2 separate regions of the Mus musculus genome follow, and region 1 is linked to region 2. A link is a contact called in public HiChIP or PLAC-seq data. All regions are on one chromosome and are shown on one strand. The core of a region is the stretch at or near the end of the contact, and the rest is flanking DNA. Distances in the headings are between cores, read along the strand shown.

What was found. HiChIP or PLAC-seq counts read pairs in DNA pulled down with a chosen protein or histone mark.
Region 1: an H3K27ac HiChIP or PLAC-seq map of trophoblast stem cells shows a contact between it and region 2, with 2.5 times the contacts expected there. The contact joins the enhancer-like site here to the promoter of Pef1 in region 2. A contact is called at or near these places in 2 of 39 promoter capture datasets (HPC-7-derived erythroid cells and embryonic stem cells), 4 of 15 datasets of contacts at CTCF or cohesin (the NIH/3T3 cell line, embryonic stem cells and pro-B cells), 40 of 484 Hi-C or Micro-C datasets (the 3T3-L1 cell line, 3T3-L1-derived adipocytes, the C2C12 cell line and 25 more), 26 of 115 datasets of contacts at active chromatin or transcription factors (the HPC-7 cell line, the SCID.adh cell line, T-cell acute lymphoblastic leukemia and 14 more) and 3 of 9 other capture datasets (adipose tissue, embryonic stem cells and pancreatic islet).

What each region holds. Positions count from the first base shown.
Region 1 is chr4:130,195,822-130,200,885 of GRCm38.p6, reverse strand. No RefSeq gene overlaps it. Among named protein-coding and RNA genes, the nearest start is that of Tinagl1, 24 kb to the right of the region's middle. Within about 2 kb of position 2,450, at least 54 of the 459 cell types and tissues checked have an H3K27ac peak or open chromatin away from gene starts, as enhancers often do. A contact at or near this core is called in the G1E-ER4 cell line, cerebral cortex, cortical neurons and 3 more, where this site is marked.
Region 2 is chr4:130,103,896-130,109,106 of GRCm38.p6, reverse strand. Pef1 (penta-EF hand domain containing 1) reads right to left here and starts at 1,551. Exons shown (of 5, transcript NM_026441.4): 1 at 1,457-1,551. The coding sequence starts at 1,480. It overlaps Gm40258 (a long non-coding RNA gene), which reads left to right and starts at 989. Exons shown (of 2, transcript XR_868200.3): 1 at 989-1,506; 2 at 3,518-3,652.

The DNA.
Region 1 (5,064 bases), core at 1,201-3,700, 91 kb before region 2:
ACACTGGATCAGTTTTCTCTCCGGAAGCATTCTGAAGCCTTCATTGCTGGACCTTGGATCTGCCTGCAAGCTGGGCTCAGTGCTCCTGACCGCCACTGCTGGCGCTCCCTGGGCCGGGTGCTACTTCTCGCCTTTCTCGCTGTCCATCGTACTTCCTGCCTCTGGCTTGCCTCACAGCTCCTGCTGTGGTTCCGGACTGCATGCTACTCGCCACCTTCCACCACTGCTGCCTCTGGCACTGGCGCTGCTGGATGGTAGCAGTAGCGGGAGAGACCCAGGCTACTTGCACAGGCTTTCATGCCAGACCAGAGCCCCTTGGAACCTTTCGTTCAGGCTAGACCAGAGATCCTCGAAATTCATCCCTTCTGCTTCCTTGGAGAACGATAGAGAAAGATGCCTGGAGACCCCGTCACGGACTGCAATCGGCCTCCTCTGAGCAGCAGTAACACCGCCAGGCAGCCCGACAGATGGGTATAAGAGGAAGTAAAATCGGACTTCAAGCCGGGCATGGTGGTGCAAGCCTTTAATCCCAGCAAAGGCAGAGGCAGGCGGATTTCTGAGTTCGAGGCCAGCCTGGTCTACAAAGTGAGTTCCAGGACAGCCAGGGCTATACAAGAGAAACCCTATCTCGAAAAACAAAACAAAACAACAACAACAACAACAAAATCGGACTTCAAGGTTTAGGGCCAGGGCTGCCCTTTCATGGCTAGGGTGGGGAATGGGGGTTGGGTGGGTGGAAATCAAGGCTCTGCTTCAACAAGTTTGGAGGGCCCTACACCCTACAAGAACCAGTTTCTAAGGAGAGGTCAAGATGAGAGAACGAGAGGGGACAATATTGGGTGGCCTCCACAGTTCTGGGTCAAGGACATCAGCAGTAGAAAAAGAAGAAAAGGATGCTCGGCTGTATCCAAGGCTGCTGATGAAAGAAACGAGATGAGGTGAGGGAAAAAACAAGATGAGGCGGAGGCCACTGATGGGCTTCTGGGGTCCAAGGAGTGTGAGGGAGCCCAGCACGGACAGCTCCTCAGGGAGATGTACTGTAGCAGAAACGGAAGGGAAGGCTGCAGGAAGACGGGGACCAAAGGAAGAGGGAGGGTTCATTTTAGGGTGAGAAATCATGCTCTGAATTCCAAGAGCAAAATCCGTCAAGGAAGAGAAAGAAGGCTTAGAAGCCAGGCGGGAAGCGGGTTAGCCCTCAAGCCAAGCAGGGCAGGGTGGAGGGCGAGTGATGCATCGAAGCCTGTGTAGAGCACTGGAGCCAGCAGGCTGAATTTTCCTCAGATTCGCTTCCCAGTGATTCAAGTACCAAGGCCATCACGAAGAGAAGAGGGCAGGAGGAGCTTCTTGTTCCCAGAAGGGAGCAGGCACACAGCCAGAACAAGGCTGGGAGAGGATTCGCCTGCGCACCGCTGCGGGTTGTGCAAGGACAGCTGGAGTCAGAGAGCTGTCGGTTTGTCCTCATCCGTGTCCTGCCGTGGGCACAGGTACAGAGTGGGTGGAGGTTGATGGAGGTACAAAGACTGGGAGATGCCTGACACTTGAGGTGGCCCGGGATCTCTGCAGATCCCGACTCCACCCACGACCCCGGAAGTCCTCGGGACTTTTTCCTACCCACATGTAGAAGCAGCTTTCCCTGGGTCCCCTCGCCAGTACGAAAGCCAGGGATTAAAGTCTACCGTCCTCGGTGGGTCCCACTCTTCAGCGAGGTCTGAGCACAGCAAACATGGCTCAGGATCAACCCAGGTGCTAGGTGCCCTGCTTAGTCTATGCTTCAGCCACGGTGCCTTTCTACCACCTACTGGCCGTGATCGGCATTGCGCCTGGGTTGAGCTCCCATTGGGTTTCTGAACTCCAGTTATCAAAGGCCAAATGAGTCTCCACCACCACCATCCCCGCCTCTCACCCGTCCCCGCCCCTTTAAACCTTCGTTTATTTTGTATGTGTGTGAGTGTGTTTCCAGGGGACACACTCTTGCCACGATGACCACGTGGCAACCAAAGGATAACTTCCAAGAGTTGGTTCCCTTCTCTTCCAACCTTTGTGGAGTTGTGGGGATCGAAATCCTGAAACCAGAATTGGTGGCAAGACACGTTGATCCATTGCAGCACCACCCCCCTTTCCTCTTTTTCTTTTGCAACCCCACCCCACACCTTCTGAGGCGCTAATAGTCTAGAGAGACGATTCTCAGTAGTCATTTGTCCTTGCCTACTTCATTCATTCATAATGCTTACTGAGCACTTACTCTTTGCCACATTGCCGTGGGCCCCAGGGTTAGTCAGGAAGGGAACAAGAGAGATCACAGCTCTTTTGCAAGGGCATCCTTGTGGGAGTGGAGGGAGACAGGAAGTAGATAAGGAGATAAACTAGAGAATGATAGAACGTGCTGGATGACGAAGGGAATTCAGGGAGTGCCCGAGAAGGTGACGCACAGATGGAATCAGAGGATACAGAAGACAGCTCATAGGCTGGGGAGGAGGCTGGCCCAGAAGCACTGACCAGAGAGGCTGACAGGTCTGGGCTGACCTAGGAGGTCAAAGAGGAGACGTGGAACTCATTAGCCTCCTGCCTCAGTCTCCTGACTGTTGGGGTTACCGGCATATACACGGCATCCACACAGCAATGGGAGCTTTGTAAAAAGAGGGAAATACCTGAAATTCTTATATAACTTCCCCCAAAGTTAGACGCTATTGTTGTCGTCAAACATCTTAGTTGCTTAAAGCTGATCTTCATTCAGACCCACTGGATCATCTCTGGGAGGTGAGACCAGGAGTCTGCGTGTTTAATAAGTAGTCTGGAAGGTTCTCCTTAAAACAAAATCCAAGGACTGGACAGGTGACTCAGCAGTTAAGACCCTATGTTGCTCTTGCAGGGACCTGAATTCAGATCCCAGAGCCCACATCAGGTGACTTACAAGTCTCCCTATAACTTCTACTCCAGGAACATCCTATTCTGACCTCTGCTGGCATCCCTATGCAGGTAGTACACACACACACACACACACACACACACACACACTCATACACATAAATAAAAAATCAAGCTTTAAAAAGTAAAATACTTAAACTCTACAGTGAAATTTAAAAATTTTAAACATTAATTTATATTTATTTGTTTACTTTGTCAGAGGTGAGGGACTAGGGGGTGGGGGAGTAAGGGGTGGGCACATACCATGGCATGCATGTGGCGATCAGAGGACAGCCTGGGAGAGTTGGCTCTCTCCTTCCATCCTGTGGCTTCAGGGAATCAAATTGAGGTCAGGTTTGGCAGCGAGTGCCTTTATCCACTGAGCCATCTTCCTAGTCCCCAGATCGGTTTTATGCTTAAATACAGCACAAATGCAAGAAACCACACTGATTAAAAGCCACCATAGAAGCCAGGCGGTGGTACCATATACCTTTAATTCCAGCACTCCAGAGGCAGAGGCAGGCAGATTTCAGAGTTTGAGGACAGCCTGGTCTACAGAGTGAGTTCCAGGACAGCCAGGGCTACATGGAGAAACTCTGTCTTGAAAAACCAAACCAAACCAAACCAAACCAAACCAAACCAAACCAAACCAAACCAAACCAAACCAAACACAAACAAACAAAGGCGCCATGGGAAGATGACTCAGTGGTTAAGGCACGCTCTTCCAGTGGCTCTGAGCTTGGTCTCCAGCTCCCGTCAGGCAGTTCACGGCTGCCTGTAATTCTAGCTCCAAAGGATCTAAGGCCCTTTATTGACCTCCAGGGATACCTGAAAATATTGAAGCAGACACACAAGCACATGCATACATGAATGCACACATGCACACACATGCTTAAAACAAAATCTTTTTTTAAAAAAATCTTTAAAATAAATAAATAAATAAATAAATAAATAAATAAAATACCGTGTAAAACAAGGCGCCGGGTAGTGGCTCATGTCTAAAGCCAAAGCCTGGCCACTACCATTTGCCGAAGAGGCTCTCCCTGTATTCCCCCCAGGTTCTCACCCCTGTCCCCAAAGAGAAAACATCACCCCAACTTCCTTTTTTTGGATATGGTTTTGGGTTTGTACAATTTCGATGTTTTCTTGCTGTGACAAAACAAAAGCGGCGTTGAGGAAGGGAGGGTTGTTCTGGCTCAGGGTTTGAGGCTATCGCCCATCACTTGCAGGGAAGGCGGGTGACAGGAACTCAAGACAGCTGGTCACAGGAACCGGAGGCAGAGAGATAAACTGCAGCTGCTCAGCTGGCTCGTGAGCATGAGAGCTAGCGCTCCCTCTCCCTCTCCCTCTCCCTCTCCCTCTCCCTCTCCCTCTCCCTCTCCCTCTCCCTCTCCCTCTCCCTCTCCCTCTCCCTCTCCCTCTCCCTCTCCCTCTCCCTCTCCCTCTCCCTCTCCCTCTCTCTCTCTCTGTTTTATTCAGTCTAGAACTCCAGCCAAGGCAATGGCGCACCCCATATTTAGGGTGAGTCTTCCCACCCTATTGAACCCAACTTAGAAACTCCCTTGAGGACACGCCCAGAAGCCTGTCTCCTAGGAGATTTCCAATGCCACTCTGTTGAAACCCTCTAATCGTCACGATTGGTGTGTAATTTATATTTTAATTTTTATGATAAAAAAACCTTCAACCTTTCACCCTACTGCGGTCCATCCAGCTGAAACAAGACAACAACGTTGTCACCAGATCCCAACTGTCCTGGTTAATCCTTATGTCAACTTGCCAGATCGCTCTGCAGCCACGCCTGTGGGGACAGCCCTGATTGTAAATTGTTGTGGGAGGGTCCAGACCACTGTGGATGGTGCCAACAGCGATCAGGCCAGAGGTGAGCACGAACCAGCCCGAGCAAAACCAGCAAGCAGTGTCCCTCTGCGGTATCTGCTTCCATTCCTGCCTCCAGGTTCCTGCCGTTGAGGTCCTGCCCGGTCCTGCCCGGACTCAGCGAAGTTTAGGCTGAAATAAACCCTTTTCTTTCCCAAGTGGCTTTCGCTAGTGCCCAGAGTGTTTGGTCCCAGTAACAGGAAGCCAATCCGAACACAGCTTAAAGAGCCCCAGGAGAAGGTAGAGGATCAGGTTCCTCATTGTCAGAGCTGTGCTTGCTTTGAT
Region 2 (5,211 bases), core at 302-2,801:
AGTTCTTCCTACTTGGAGCCCACACTGGCCTCTACTCACTTCTGCCAAGTATGCAATAAGTGGAATTCAAAGCTCTAACCCTGGCCTCACCCTCACCAGCTATGTGAGACCTCTAAGCCTCTCTGGGTTTGCTCCTCAGCTATAAGTCAAAATAATAAGCCCTGCATGCTTACAGGGTCTTCATATGGGCACAATGGGGGCCCAACTGCTGTGTGGGAGCCAGCAAGATGACTCAGTGGGTAAAGGGGCTTGCTGAAAGGCCCAAGAAGGTTGATCCCCAAGACCCACATGATAGAGAAAAAAATAATTCCTGTGCATGTGCACATGTGTAGCCGCCCTCTCCCCACCCCCAACACACACACAAAGTAAATGTAAGAAATGCTATATAAACCACATAGGCCTTTAAATATCTTTTAGTCTGTGACTATGGCCAATCAAAGCTTGGTAATAACCCATTTGACTTTGCATTCCACTTTCCATACATGAGACTAATCTCTTAAACTACTCTGTGATCAGGACGATTATTTTGTCCAAATTATTTCGAAGTGAGGGGCCTGCTTTGAAAACTCCTACAAAGTGATGTTACACTTTACCGTATAGCATAGCATATGCCTACAGGAATCACATCGTTCTTCCTAATAACTCTGTGAGGGGTGGACTCTTACTACTTGGTCCATTTTATGAGAGGAAACTGGATCAGGAAAAAAAAAAAAAAAAAAAAAAGACTTAAAACTAATGCGGCAAAGATCTGGCTCCACTTTTAACTCAAAACTGCATTTGGCACCTCTATGTCACCTAATTCTGGCCACAAAATAAATCACACTGAAATGATGTTCCCGGCTGGTTCAAGGCAGGCTAGAAAGGAAGGAAGAAGCAGTTGCAGACAACCCAAGTTCTGACCTTGGCTCTGCTGCCTAACTACTTGGTAACTTAGATAAACTCCATATCTTCTCTGGGTTTCACTTTTCCTACGTGTGAAAGGACGCTGGACAACCGTGAGGGGTGTAATCTCACTTCTGGTACCTCCTACCACTGATTGTCCCGAGATTATTCGGTCGCAGGACGGTGCTGAGAGAGTCGGGCAACTTGTTTTTATCAAGTTACGCCCAGAAAGACTCCAAGGGAAAAAGAGCTCTAAACGCCTCGAGAGCACAGAGGACTCCGCCCCACGGAGACCTGAGTTAAGCACCCTGGTCCGGTTCAGCCCGGATCAATTCACAGCAAAACCCCCAAAGCCAGTTTTGCGCAATATAAACAACCCCTCGAGTGGTCCTATGTGACGTAAAACGAGCGCGACGGACTGGCCCTCCTGTTTCTCGCTCACACAGAGTCTTGTTGAAGTAAACCTCTGCGTGAAAAGGCTGCGGATCAAGTGGGGAGAAAGAGCCGAGGATGGAGAGTGGTACCGGATCTATAGACAAGCCCAAATATTGACGCAGGGGCCACTACAACTCACCTGTCCGTTTGGATAGCTGGCCATGGCGGTTATGACGTCACACAACTGTGGTAGGCGGAGTTTCCTGCTCCCAATGCCGCTCCTGGTTGGATTTTGGGGCGGGTCCGATTGTGATTGGACGGACAGGCTGTCAATCTTCCGGTCAACAAACGGAAGTCACAGGCGGTGAGCTGGTACCTTACAGAGGGCTGGGTAGGAGTGTCCGGAAGTGTTGTTGACCGTAGTGGCTCGTTTGTTTTTATTTTTCGTGACCTGCAGCGGACCTCGGGCCTGGCCAGCTGTAGTTATCTAATGGGGAGACTTGGTCAGTTGTTTCTGTGGTGGCCATATTATAACCTGGCAAGGCCATATTATAACCTGACGCATATTAGTTACGTCACTGTCGTGATCACTTTACTTCTAACGCCCAGGCGGTTGCCATGGCTACTGAGAACTTAAGCCTTTCCTGGAATGCAGGTGCCATTTAGAACGTGGGTACTAAACAGACCCGTGGACAGTGGAGAAAGGTCAGACCGCCAGAAGAGAAGGAAAATTAAGATGTCACGGTGCTCCTATCTTTATGTATGGGGAAACTGAGGCTCAGAAAGGCAATGACTTAGTTACCTAAACTCACAGTGAGTTCCTCAGCAAAGTACGGCCTAGAACTAGTGTCAGTAGATGACTAGGTCTCAACAAGGAGGTTTTATTCCCTCTGTAGGTCAAATCACAGTTCCTAAGTTACCAACTTTCCTGTACTTGGCTCTTGGGGTTTAGGTTCTAAACTTGGTTGCATGTTTATTTGATTAGTTACATTCCCACGTGGCCGGGCCTGGTGGCACATGCCTTTAGTCTCAGCAGGCAGAAGCAAGCATACATACATAGACAGTTCCAGTCTAGCCATGGCTGCATAATGAGGCTCTGTCTCAAACAACAACAGCAGCAGCAGCAACAACAAAAACTCTCATGTGGACAAGAATTGTGTTTGATTTGCTTATAATTGTATCCCCAGTATCTACAGTGCCAACACTATACTTTTTAAATAAAAAGTCCTGAGCTTTCAATCTAGCCAGGCACTTTCCACAGTCCCACTGCTGATCGTGGTACTGGCCATAGGACAGTCTGCAAAGCACGGTCCTCATCCTTACCTGCAGAGGAAGACAAGTCTGGTGATCCAGTTCCTTCGTGATCTGGCCCAGCCTTACCCACCAGCGCCCCGCTGGCTTATTTCTTTGCTCAGCTTCCCCCTCAGCACTGGCGTTAGTGAGCAGATCCTGTTGTTCGTTTTCTTTTTTAAACAGTTTCTAGCTGTGTGATCTTGAAGAAGTCATTTAACCTCTCTGAGTCACAGTTTTCTGGAATACAACTTAGGAAAATGCTAACTTAAAAATGAACTAGTCACAGCCTCTCACACTCAGGGTTACAACACTCATTCATAAAGACCAATGGCCTCTCACATCTACTCCTCCTGTCCCACCCTCTCTTTAACACCTCCCCCCATGGCTCCCAGCTCATTAGCCACTCCTCTCAGTCCCTCCAGTACTGCCACTGTGTCGCAGTCTAGCCCAGCGTAAGAATTCTCTGATCATTTCCACAAAACTCATCCTTCCTGTCTCAGAAAATAAAATATATATATGTATGTATATATAATCAATCATCTGGTTTTGCTCCATGTTCCAACCACCCCTCTGCTCCAGGACCCCTCTGTAGTCTGGCCTCATCGCCAATGTCTTTTTAGTGAACTCCAGCCCCGCTCCCTTCTCCATGGAGAAGCCAGAGTGGGTGCTTTAAAGTGTGAATTCGATATTGTCGTTCTCTAAACTCCTCTGAGGGTTTTTTGCCACTCTTAATACAATCTAAACTCATCCCTATGCCTTTATTGGCCCACAGGACCTCTCCCCAGCCTGTGACACCGGCCTCACTGACGCCACTGCTGTGCTTGCCAGTTTACTCCAGCCATGCTGGCCTGGCCACCACCCCAAAACAAACCCAGCGCATTCCATCTCTAGACCTTTGGATTTGAGCCTCTCTTTGTTTAGATTGCTTTCCCCTTCATTTTCCACTCTTTTCTTTCTTGTCATCCAGGTTCCAGTTGAAATACTACTACCTTGTGAGTGGGGCATCCTCAACACCACACCTAAGATACCTTGTCTTTCAAGAGCATCCTGGTCATCATATCCTGGTACATTAATTAAATAATAAAAAGAAGATAAATGGTGACCTGGGACATGATGGTGCAAGCCTGTAGTCTCGATATGTGGGAGGCTGAAGCAGGAGGATAGCTGCCTTATAGCAAGATCATGTCTCCAAAAAAGTGGATCGTTTTGGAGAGATGGCTCAACAGCCCTTGTTGCTCTTGCAGAGGACCCAGGTTTGGTGTCCAGCATTCCATATGATGGGTCACACTAGTCATCACTTCAGTTCCAGGGAGATCAGTGGATTCCTTCTGACCTCCAAGGGCACCATGCACATGTGGCATACGTGCATATACACAAGCAGAAGTCATACACATGAAATAAATCAATATAAAAAATTACTGACAGAGAAGCCAGCATTTCAGGCCAAGTTCAGAATATTTTAACAACTCAATGCTATTATTAATGTCATATTGAGTTCTAGGCCAGAAGTCTGGCTCAATAAATCATGCCTGGCCACTCACCCCAAAAGACAAAATGGAAAAAAAAGTGGTTGACGCAGGACAGAAGTTGATTTCATTCAGCTATCCTGCAAGAAACAGGAAGCAGCCTTCTCCACCCTGTGTTCATGGCGCTCAGGAGAGCTCTGAGTTTATGTCAGGGACAAAGGTTGGTGGCAAAAGCAGTCTTGCTCCTGCTGTGGCCTGGGTAATCATTATCTCGGAGTGGATTATACAGAACCTTCTGCAGAGTAGCAAAGTTGCTGCTGTTTGAGGCATAGTTTTGACTACAAACCCACGATGTTTATCAGTCAGACCTGTAATTCCTGGAATCCACAGTAACTGCCAGAGAGCATGACTCAGAACAAGTCAGGAAGACAAGATGGAGTTAGCTGGTCTCTTCAAGCTTAAACAATGATTAGAGGTTTCTAGGTGCCACTCTCATGGTCTAGAACAGGACATTGTAAGAGCCTGATGCCAGCCAGGCAGTGGTAGTGCACACCTTTAATCCCAGCACTTGGGAGGCAGAGGCAGGCAGATCTCTGTGAGTTGGAGGCCAGCCTGGTCTAAAGAGCTACTTTTAGGACAGCCAAGGCTGTACAAAAAAAACCCATTCCTGAAAAAATATATATATATATATATATATTTATATTTATTTATTTAAAAAAGCCTCATCCTCCAGCCCTTGGGAGGATGAGGTAAGAAGGTGATTTGGCCTTTTCTTGGTTCTTCAATTAGGGTCCCGCATAGCCCAGACTGGCTTAGAACTTGCTATGTAGTCAAGACTGACCTGGAATTCTTGACTCTCCTGCCTCCACTTTCCAAGCGCTTAGGTTACAGATGTGTAGCACTTTTTTTCCAGGAAGATTTCAAATTTGAAGCTACCCTGGGCTGCGTAGTGAAACCGTCTAAAAACAAAACTAGAAAAGCTAGCAGTTGGCAGACTACTGGAGAGTCTGAGGTAGCCTCAAGTCAGACATTTTCTAGAGCTCCTCTCCAAAAAGACTCAGAGACCAGAGGCTGAGCTTCTGAGGAAAGCAGAGCTGCGGAGAAGGGAGGGCAGCGCACTTTACATGAAAGGGTGAGGGATGAGGTGACCCCGCGGGTAAGAGCGCCGCTGCTCTTCTAGAGGAGCTGGGTTCAG